2 separate regions of the Macaca mulatta genome follow, and region 1 is linked to region 2. A link is a contact called in public Hi-C data. All regions are on one chromosome and are shown on one strand. Each heading gives the region's core, a stretch centred on a gene start, on an enhancer-like site or on the middle of the called end of the contact. The rest is flanking DNA. Distances are from core to core; before and after follow the strand shown. Region 1 holds the start of NUP205 (nucleoporin 205). Region 2 holds the start of CNOT4 (CCR4-NOT transcription complex subunit 4).

What was found. Hi-C and Micro-C count contacts between places; a contact is called where the count stands out from the background.
Region 1: a contact with region 2 is called in a Hi-C map of fetal cortex germinal zone, with 4 times the contacts expected there. The contact joins the promoter of NUP205 here to the promoter of CNOT4 in region 2. A contact is called at or near these places in 6 of 14 Hi-C or Micro-C datasets (CD4 T cells, cortical neurons, fetal cortex germinal zone and 3 more).

What each region holds. Positions count from the first base shown.
Region 1 is chr3:175,385,390-175,389,312 of T2T-MMU8v2.0, reverse strand. It overlaps NUP205 (nucleoporin 205), which reads right to left and starts at 1,346. Exons shown (of 43, transcript XM_028846334.2): 1 at 1,302-1,346. All of the region lies in intron 1 of LOC144339977, which reads right to left.
Region 2 is chr3:175,337,121-175,341,492 of T2T-MMU8v2.0, reverse strand. It overlaps CNOT4 (CCR4-NOT transcription complex subunit 4), which reads left to right and starts at 2,629. Exons shown (of 10, transcript XM_077997461.1): 1 at 2,629-2,842. The region is part of intron 1 of LOC144339977; the gene reads right to left.

The DNA of each region.
Region 1 (3,923 bases), core at 97-2,596, 49 kb before region 2:
GTCTAATATCATAAAATGAATTAGGTTGTGCTTAAGTAGTAGCACTAAGTAGTTTAAGCACCTAAGACTGGCTTAGAATCATTAGATGTTTAACTCTGGGGACATTACGTAACTATTTGAAGTCTCTATTTCCAAATCTGTAAAATAGTGTATTTAACAGCAACTACTCCAAAGGGCAACTGAATGAGATAAGCACAATAATAAGCGTAAAGCTGGGATATAGTATGTGCTCAGTAAGCATAGCTTTCATTATAATTTATCACAGCGTTTCTGAAATGATTTGATTTACAAAGCAGATTTAGACAACTTTTCGAGAATATCAGTCCTGTGGAAAATAGAACCAATACTTTAAAAAGTGACTGTAAAGAAACAGAAAATGCACCCAGGAAAGAGTCCTTTTAAGTGAGATTCTTACAAGCATTTACCACACAAATGTACTCTTAATCTTGCCCGCGAAGTTCTGAGCATCTCAACCGAGGCATTAACATTCTAAGCGCCAAATTCTTTCCCCGGACTGCTCTGCCCATGAAGGACTTTCTGCATCCTTGCTCCGCCTACTATGCGACAGCAGCGTACCCCAGGAAATATGACAATCAAAATGCACTCACTCATTCAGACACCACTGGAGGGCGGTACCGCCCGAACTGAGAATCACCAAAAGAGGATCCACCCCAAATCTTCCAGAATTCCTTTACTACCTTCTAGATTCAATTCCACCCCGAAAATCTACAGCTCCAAAGGTACAAGAACATCCAGGGCCTAACCACACCCGCAGAGTTAGGAGACGTCCGCTGAAGCCCCGCCACCCTCTTCCTGACCACCTTTCAGATGGCCGACTTCATCATCGGGAGTATTCGCCGCCTGCAAGATCTCCCACCCTCTAAGAACACCGGCGCCTACTTTCAGCCTCTGCTCGTGGCTGGAAAATATCTCGGGTCCTTTGGCTTCACTGCTGAAGACCTGTCGCTATTCCGGCGAAATCTGGACCACAGACGCACAGTGGAACTTGGGGGTAAGGGGGCCAGGCTTAGCCCTGGGCTGTGAGAGATTAAACACCTGGGTCCAGCGGCCCAAGCCTCACTACCTCGACTCTCAAACGCCAACTCAAGGGCTAGAGCCGCAGCACCGACGCGCGCCATTCAAACTGGGGAGGGGTGAGACTCTAGGCCCAGAATTAGGGAAAAGGAGGCACCGCACATAAGTTGGGTCCTAGACTCCGAGAAACCCCACGGTCTCGTCTCTCCCTGAAGACCTGGTCATCGCTCAGCTCAATCATCTCCTTTCTGTCTGGCCACACTTACCCGAATTTACCGCCAAAGGCGTCGCCATCTTAGAGGCGCACTAACAGAGCCCTTCTGCCGCATGGAGGCCCCAGGAAGGGGTGAGGCTGCCCTGAGTGAAGCCTGAACAAAAAGGCACCAGGCTGTCCCCTCCACGCTGGGCCGTCCCAGGTGTACAGAAGGCTCCAGAATCTGCTCTGGGTCACAAGTATCAATTTTCATTGGGATTATTCCCATTCAAATAAGGCGAGGGCAACCACTTCAGAGACACGAGGTCCTCGATCGGACGTTCATCGTGTAGTGCATCCTGGGACTTGTAGTTTCTTTCTAATGATGAATTGGTTAAGTGGAGAGGAAAAAGTAAAGTGGAATAGAAAAAGATATTCTGAGAGTAGTTATTAAAATGACGCCCACTTATGAGATTATAAAAGCCGTAAATTCAAATCATTAGCTCCGTTTCAAGTTAAATCTTCCTTACAGTGGGGAGTGGAGTAAGGTGTGAAGTGTCTACACCTCAAAAAGTCATTGACCAGTTAAAAACTAAGTTTCCGTGACATTTCAATTTACCAAGTATGTTGTGTCAACATAGTTGCGTAGAGCGAAACAAATCATAATTTTTAACTATAAAATTTTCAAATGGATACAAAATTAGCATAGTGAACAGGCAGCATCAATAACGTGGCCAATTTCCCACCACGGCAGCCCCAACCCACCCTTACCACCCCAGCACCTTATCCTCCCCACCCCCCGCCCCCGATTATTTTGAAACAAATTCCAGACATATCGTTTCATAATCACCAAGTATTTTTCTACCTGAGCAACCAAAGTAGCTGAACTCTCTTTCCTCAGTTGTTAAATTTTAGTTTACTGATTTTCAAACTAAAATATAATCATTGCTATTTACAGCTATGTATTAAGAATTTTACAGCCATTATTTCATTTAATCCCTGCAAACCATTCTATTGGGAAAATGATCTGATTATAGCTATGTCAGCGATGTTCTATGTGCCTTACAATCTCATTGTATCAACTCTCCATCATTCCCATTTCACTGTTGGAAATTAGAATCAAATAATTTAGACAAAAGCACAGAGTATGTTAACAATATCCAGAACTGGCTGGGTGCGATGGCTCATGCCTGTAATACCAGCACTTTGGGAGGCCAAGGTGGGCGGATCACTTAAGGTCAGGTGTTTGAGACCAGCCTGGGCAGCATGGTGAAACCCCGTCTCTACTAAAAATATAAAAATTAGCCAGGCGTGGCCGCACGCACCTGTAACCCCCAGCTGTTCGGTAGGCTGAGGCAGGAGAATCCCTTGAACCTCGGAGGTGGAGGTTGCAGTGAGCTGAGATCATACCACTGCACTCCAGCCTAGGCAACAGAGTGAGTGAGACTCCATTTCAAACAAACAAACAAAAAAGAATATCCAGAACAGAATATTTATTATTTTGGACAAATAATATCAAGTGACACAATGTACATTAAGTTTGAAACGCAAAAGTCACTGGTGATTTTTTTCCAGAAGTCATTGTTATATAGAGACAAATGCCAAACTACAATTAAAGTGGTTTTAAGGAGTGAAGTGGGGAAGAGAGAAAGTAAAGGCAAAGGAATATTTCAAGAAGTTTATCATGAAACTGAGAAGAATACTGTGCAGGAACTTGACAGGAAGTGGCATTCAAAGATTTCTCTCTCAGCACAACTGTTACCAGCCTTTCCCTCTCCACACGCACTTTTTAAGCCCACACATTTCCCTCTCCGTAGATAACTTTGCTTTCTATAAAGTAACTCTTTAACTTCCAGCAAGTCCTCTTCACTCATCATTACACTTTACAAGTATTCTCTCACAGGATTCTTCAATTCGTAGCACCTGGGAAATTGCCATCATAAACCCTTCTAAAATTGCTCTTGGTATGTTTACCAGTGATCAGTCATCAAATTCCATGGGCACTTTTCTGAATTATGATAGTTATAGGCCGGGCACAGTGGCTCACGCCTGTAATCCTAGCACTGTGGGAGGCCAAGGTGGGAGGATCACCTGAGGTCAAGAGTTCGCGACCAACCTAGCCAACATGGTGAAACCTTGTCTCTACTAAAAATACAAAGTTATCTGGGCGTGGTGACAGACTCCTGTAATCCCAGCTACTTGGGAGACTAAGGCAGGAGAATTGCTTGAACCCCAGAGGCAGAGGTTGCAGTGAGCTGAGATCGCGCCATTGCACTCCAGCCTGGGTAATAGAGTAAAAACTCTGTCTCAAAAAAGAAAGAAAGAAAGAAAGGAAGAAAGGAAGAAAGGAAGAAAGGAAGAAAGGAAGGAAGGAAGAAAGAAAGGAAGGAAGGAAGGAAGGAAGGAAGGAAGGAAGGAAGGAAGGAAGGAAGGAAGGAAGGAAGGAGAAAAGAAAAGAAAAGAAAAGAGAAAAGAAAAGAGAAAGAAAAGAAAATTATATTATCCTGTGGCTACTGGGGCACCACTGATACTGGTTTTCCTCCTCTCCTTCCAGTTCATTTTTAGTGTTTTACATGGACTTCTCTTCCTCTTCTACTTACTAAATCTAGCTCTTCCCCTGTGGTCATCTCTAGTTTCTGTCCTTTTCATTCTACATGCCTTCTCCAGGACATCTTATGGTTTCTTACTACCACCT
Region 2 (4,372 bases), core at 1,380-3,879:
TTACAGACATGAGTAACCACACCTGCCCTGATTTAATGTTAACTTTTAAAACCATATGAGAATGAAGTGTTACATACATAAGTCTATATGAAAGTATATAAACACACATATGCATACTTAAACATATGAAAACTGGCAATGTAGTATAGTAAAAGGAGTACTGGCCTGAGATGGTAGTGACTCTCACAATTGATCACCTAGGAACTGTCACCTTACTGCCAGTCTCAGTACAGGGGTGGCATTGCCCCCTAGTGTTGGAGATTTTATTTATAAGTGCTAGCAAACCATGACTTGACTGTATTTCTAGAATAGTCATGCTGAGCATTTATATATTGAAATACAAACAATTTTATTATAAATTACTTTCTTCATATCATTTATATTATAAAAAGAACATCATTTTGATTTAAGATTAAATCATGTATATAGGTAGTTTATATACCTATGAATTTCATTTTAGGCTAACAAAGAGCATATTATAAAAACATTTATTAAAAAAAGGAATGTTGACTAAGATAAGGTTGCCACTGGATTAGGTGATGCTTAAGATCCCTTCCAGTTTTTACTGTGATGATTCTAATCTTTCATAATGGGAAGGCTTCTTTTTATTTTGTTCTTTTCATTACTTTGTTTATATCCTACTATAAAATTGGTAATATATACAAGAAAAATAAACATACATTTTAAATAAAAACGTCAACCATATTGAATGTTTAGGCATTTAATTACCTAAAGGGAAATCCAAATAATTTCCCAAGTTTCCTTGCTAGGTAATCATTTCATGATTCTATAATTTCAAACTTTGGGTAAAATGTGACTTCATTACATATTTTAATTTTTACCCAAATAACTGTTGTCTCTAGGTTTGATAGTGAGGAAACGGAAACACAGAAAACCAATGTATTGAAAGAATGAGGCCGGGTGCAGTGGCTCACGTCTGTAATCCCACTACTTTGGGAGGCCGAGGCAGGCGGATCACCTGAGGTCAGGAGTTTGAGACCAGCCTGACCAACATGGTGAAACCCTGTCTCTACTAAAAATGTAAAAATTAGCCTGGCGTGATGGCACGTGCCTGTAATCCCAGCTACTCGGGAGGCTGAGGCAGAAGAATCGCTTGAATCCGAGAGGCGGAGGTTGCAGTGAGCCGAGATCGCGCCACTGCACTCCAGCCTGGGTGACCGGTGAAACCCCTTCTCTACTGAAAAACACAAAAAATTAGCCAGGCGTGGTGGCGGGCGCCTGTAGTCCCACTACTTGGGAGGCTGAGGCAGGAGAATGGCGTGAACCTGGAAGGCGGATCTTGCAGTGAGCGCAGTGAGCCTAGATTGCACTCTAGCCTGGGAGATAGAGAGAAACTCCGTCTCAAAAAAAAAAAAAAAAAAAAAAAAAAGGAAAAAAGAAATGAGGGCTTCTTCTTATGACATTGAGTTCATAAATTTAAAACTGCAACCTCTTTCCCTACTCCCCTTTCCTAAGTTTTTAAAATCGGTTATGACATACTATGCATTTTAATCACGTATTTTTTAAAAAATGCCTCCTCTCTCCTCTTCCTCATCCCAACATATCACTAGGATGGGGACAGGGAATTTTTTCTATTTTGCTCACCATTGTGTTCTCAATATATAGAAGAGTACCCGGCGGCCAGGAGGAGCTCATTGAGTATTTGCTGTATGAGTGGGTGAAGAATACATGCAATAAGCAAAAATTACTGCTTCGAGCGCCGCTTTCACCAGAGTTCTGGGATGCAAACGGGAGCGACCAGTACATTGACTGACGTTTGTGACTGATGATTCTTCAGTGCTCGTAGAGATTGTGGCTGCATTCATTGTTCTTGGGGATGTGCCGATGTGTGTAGAGTTTGTCAACTTGCACACAGCTGTGCTGGCAGGACAGCGAACTAACACTAATTCGCACAGAGGTCTGCAAATTCTCAAATTCACATCAACCGAAGCACGTTATTGTAAGTGCACGGGTCTTCCGTTCTCTTGGGTAATCTGCACAGAACAATTTAGTATATTTCTTCACCGGCGATTTTACAGTGAAGAAGGTATCAAGGGTGGTGGCCCCCAAATGCGCAAGGACAGGGAAATGAATTAAACGGGCGTCTGTTTCCTCCTTGTTTCGCAAACAGACGCCAAGTCTGTATCAAATTCTTACCCTAGATCAAATCCCGCGCTCTTCGTACCCCAACCTGCCTCCACCTCCACCCCGCCCCCTTTAGATATCCCTGGTGGGCGGGGCAGAGAAGAAACATTCCGGGCTCCCAGAAAAATTGTCTAGCCTCGCCCCAGTCTTGGGGTCGCACATTTCCAAAAACACCGAGGACACAGAATGACTAGTGAAAACCGCCGACCAAATGACATTGAAGTAGCACACGCGCGCAGAGAAGGAAGCAAAACACGAAGAAAGGCTCAGTCCAGCAGCCACGTGAGGTGGGCGATCTCCTCCGCCCTCTGAGAGAGGACTTCAACTCCCGGCGTGCCCCTGGGCGGTTACCCTCCGAGGACTCCAACTCCCAGGGTGCTGCGGGAGCGGCCACCGCAACCTCCCACTCAGCCGCCCGCCGCTCCTCCCGCCCCTCCCCCGCCCCTCCTGGCCGGATCGGCGTGCGCCTGCGCACGGGAGGCCGGAGGAGTCTTACCCTAATGTAAGATGGTGGCCCGTCTGGCTGTGGAACCCACCGAAAGCTGAGAGTCTCTCTCTCAGCCGTAAAGGTCGGACTCACTGAAGCAATCAGGCCCGGTTCTGAAGAGTTTTTTCCCCGACGCTCGTTCGGTGGTTTCTTGTGAGGACGCGGCAGCGCGTGGAGTCGGCTGAGGGAAAAGCGAGGCAAGGCAGGCGGGTGAGTCTATGCGGGGCTGGGCTTAGGGGAAACCCGGGGCTGACCGGCTACGAGAGAGCGGAGGCTTCGCTGGGACTGTACAGGCCGCACCCCCCTTTCTCCCCACCCCCCGCCTCATCTTCACCCTCCTCCTCCTTGGTCTTCTTCCTCCTCCTCCTCTTCCTCCCTCTCCTCTTTACGCCACAGCAGTTATCAGGAAAAGCGAGCGGGTCAGAAGGCAGCGCGGCGGCAAGCAGCGACTCTCCTTCGAGAATTTCTTTAACTGGGGAGCCGAGGCGGCTTTTGGTCTCCAGCTTTGCCCCCTGCATTTTCATAGGGGCAGGATTCTTAGGTCTCAGTCCTCCTTGTTTCCCCAACCCCCTATTCCCTGTCTGACGTCCTTTCCCACTGGCCCCCGTCTCCCAAGACCAAAGCCATCACTTCCACTCTGACCCGTGTTGCTGCTGCTGCTCGTTAATCCCACTGCTCATTGCCCACCCGTCCTGCTGCTTGTTTTTTGCTCCACTGCTACCACTCTGGAGTTAGCCTTTGCCCCCCTTTGGTGCTTGCATTCAGCCCACAGTGTATCTGCCACACTAGGGCTTCTTCCGATTTGCAGTCTTTCCTTCCACCACATCTGTCATCTTAAAGCTGCCCCTTAAGTGTCTAGATTATGCTTCTGCTCCTGCTAACCCACCTGTTTCTTAGCCTTCTTGAGAATTGTCCGTTCCTTCCCTCTTTCCTGTACAGATCCTTTCCATATACACTTCCAGAAAAAGGGATGCCCCGTGGTGGCCCTTGAAAAGTAAAGGAAGTTGGGAAGTGAATGAAGTGAGGTCGGATAGTATTAAACGTTATGAGTAAAGATCTTTTATTCAGTCTACTCCGGAGGGGACCGTTTTCGTTTTGCTTTCAGTGATCTATTTGTCGCTTATTCGCTCTGTTGTGTTAGGACGTGGCTTTTTTCTTTTCTTTTTTTTTCATTTTGGACCGGTTTTTACCATGCTACTAAGCGTTCTTTGGATTGTCTCTGCCCAGGACACTTCGTGTGGGCTCTGATTTATACTAATATTAACCCCAGCAATTCAAAATAAGATAAATTTGGCGCACATACAGAATTCATCTGTGAACTCCGCTAGCAAATATAAGTGATATTTTGATTATATGTGGGTTATATGTGGGTTCTGTATTGAGACTTGATTTTTGACTGAGTTTTATTGATGTTCAGCTTAATTGATGACATTTTATTTATGATTTGAGTGGAAATTTCCTTTCCAGTTATTATCAGATTTACTTCTTATTTTTGGATTTGGGAAGTTCTCTTGACATTTCTAGGATGATAGTTATCTGAATAAATTGTCTTCTCTTGAAAATCCATTAGGTATGTATGCAAAAGAAAAATCGATGTTTTTATATAAACCTGTTTCTCGTATTTTTCTCATAGAAAAGAAGGGGGCTGGGAAAAGAATGACAAAGCTGTGCACATACATGCATTTGGTAGAACTCACTGTCATTGTTATCTACAGTAAAAAGCAGAAAACTAGAAGCAAG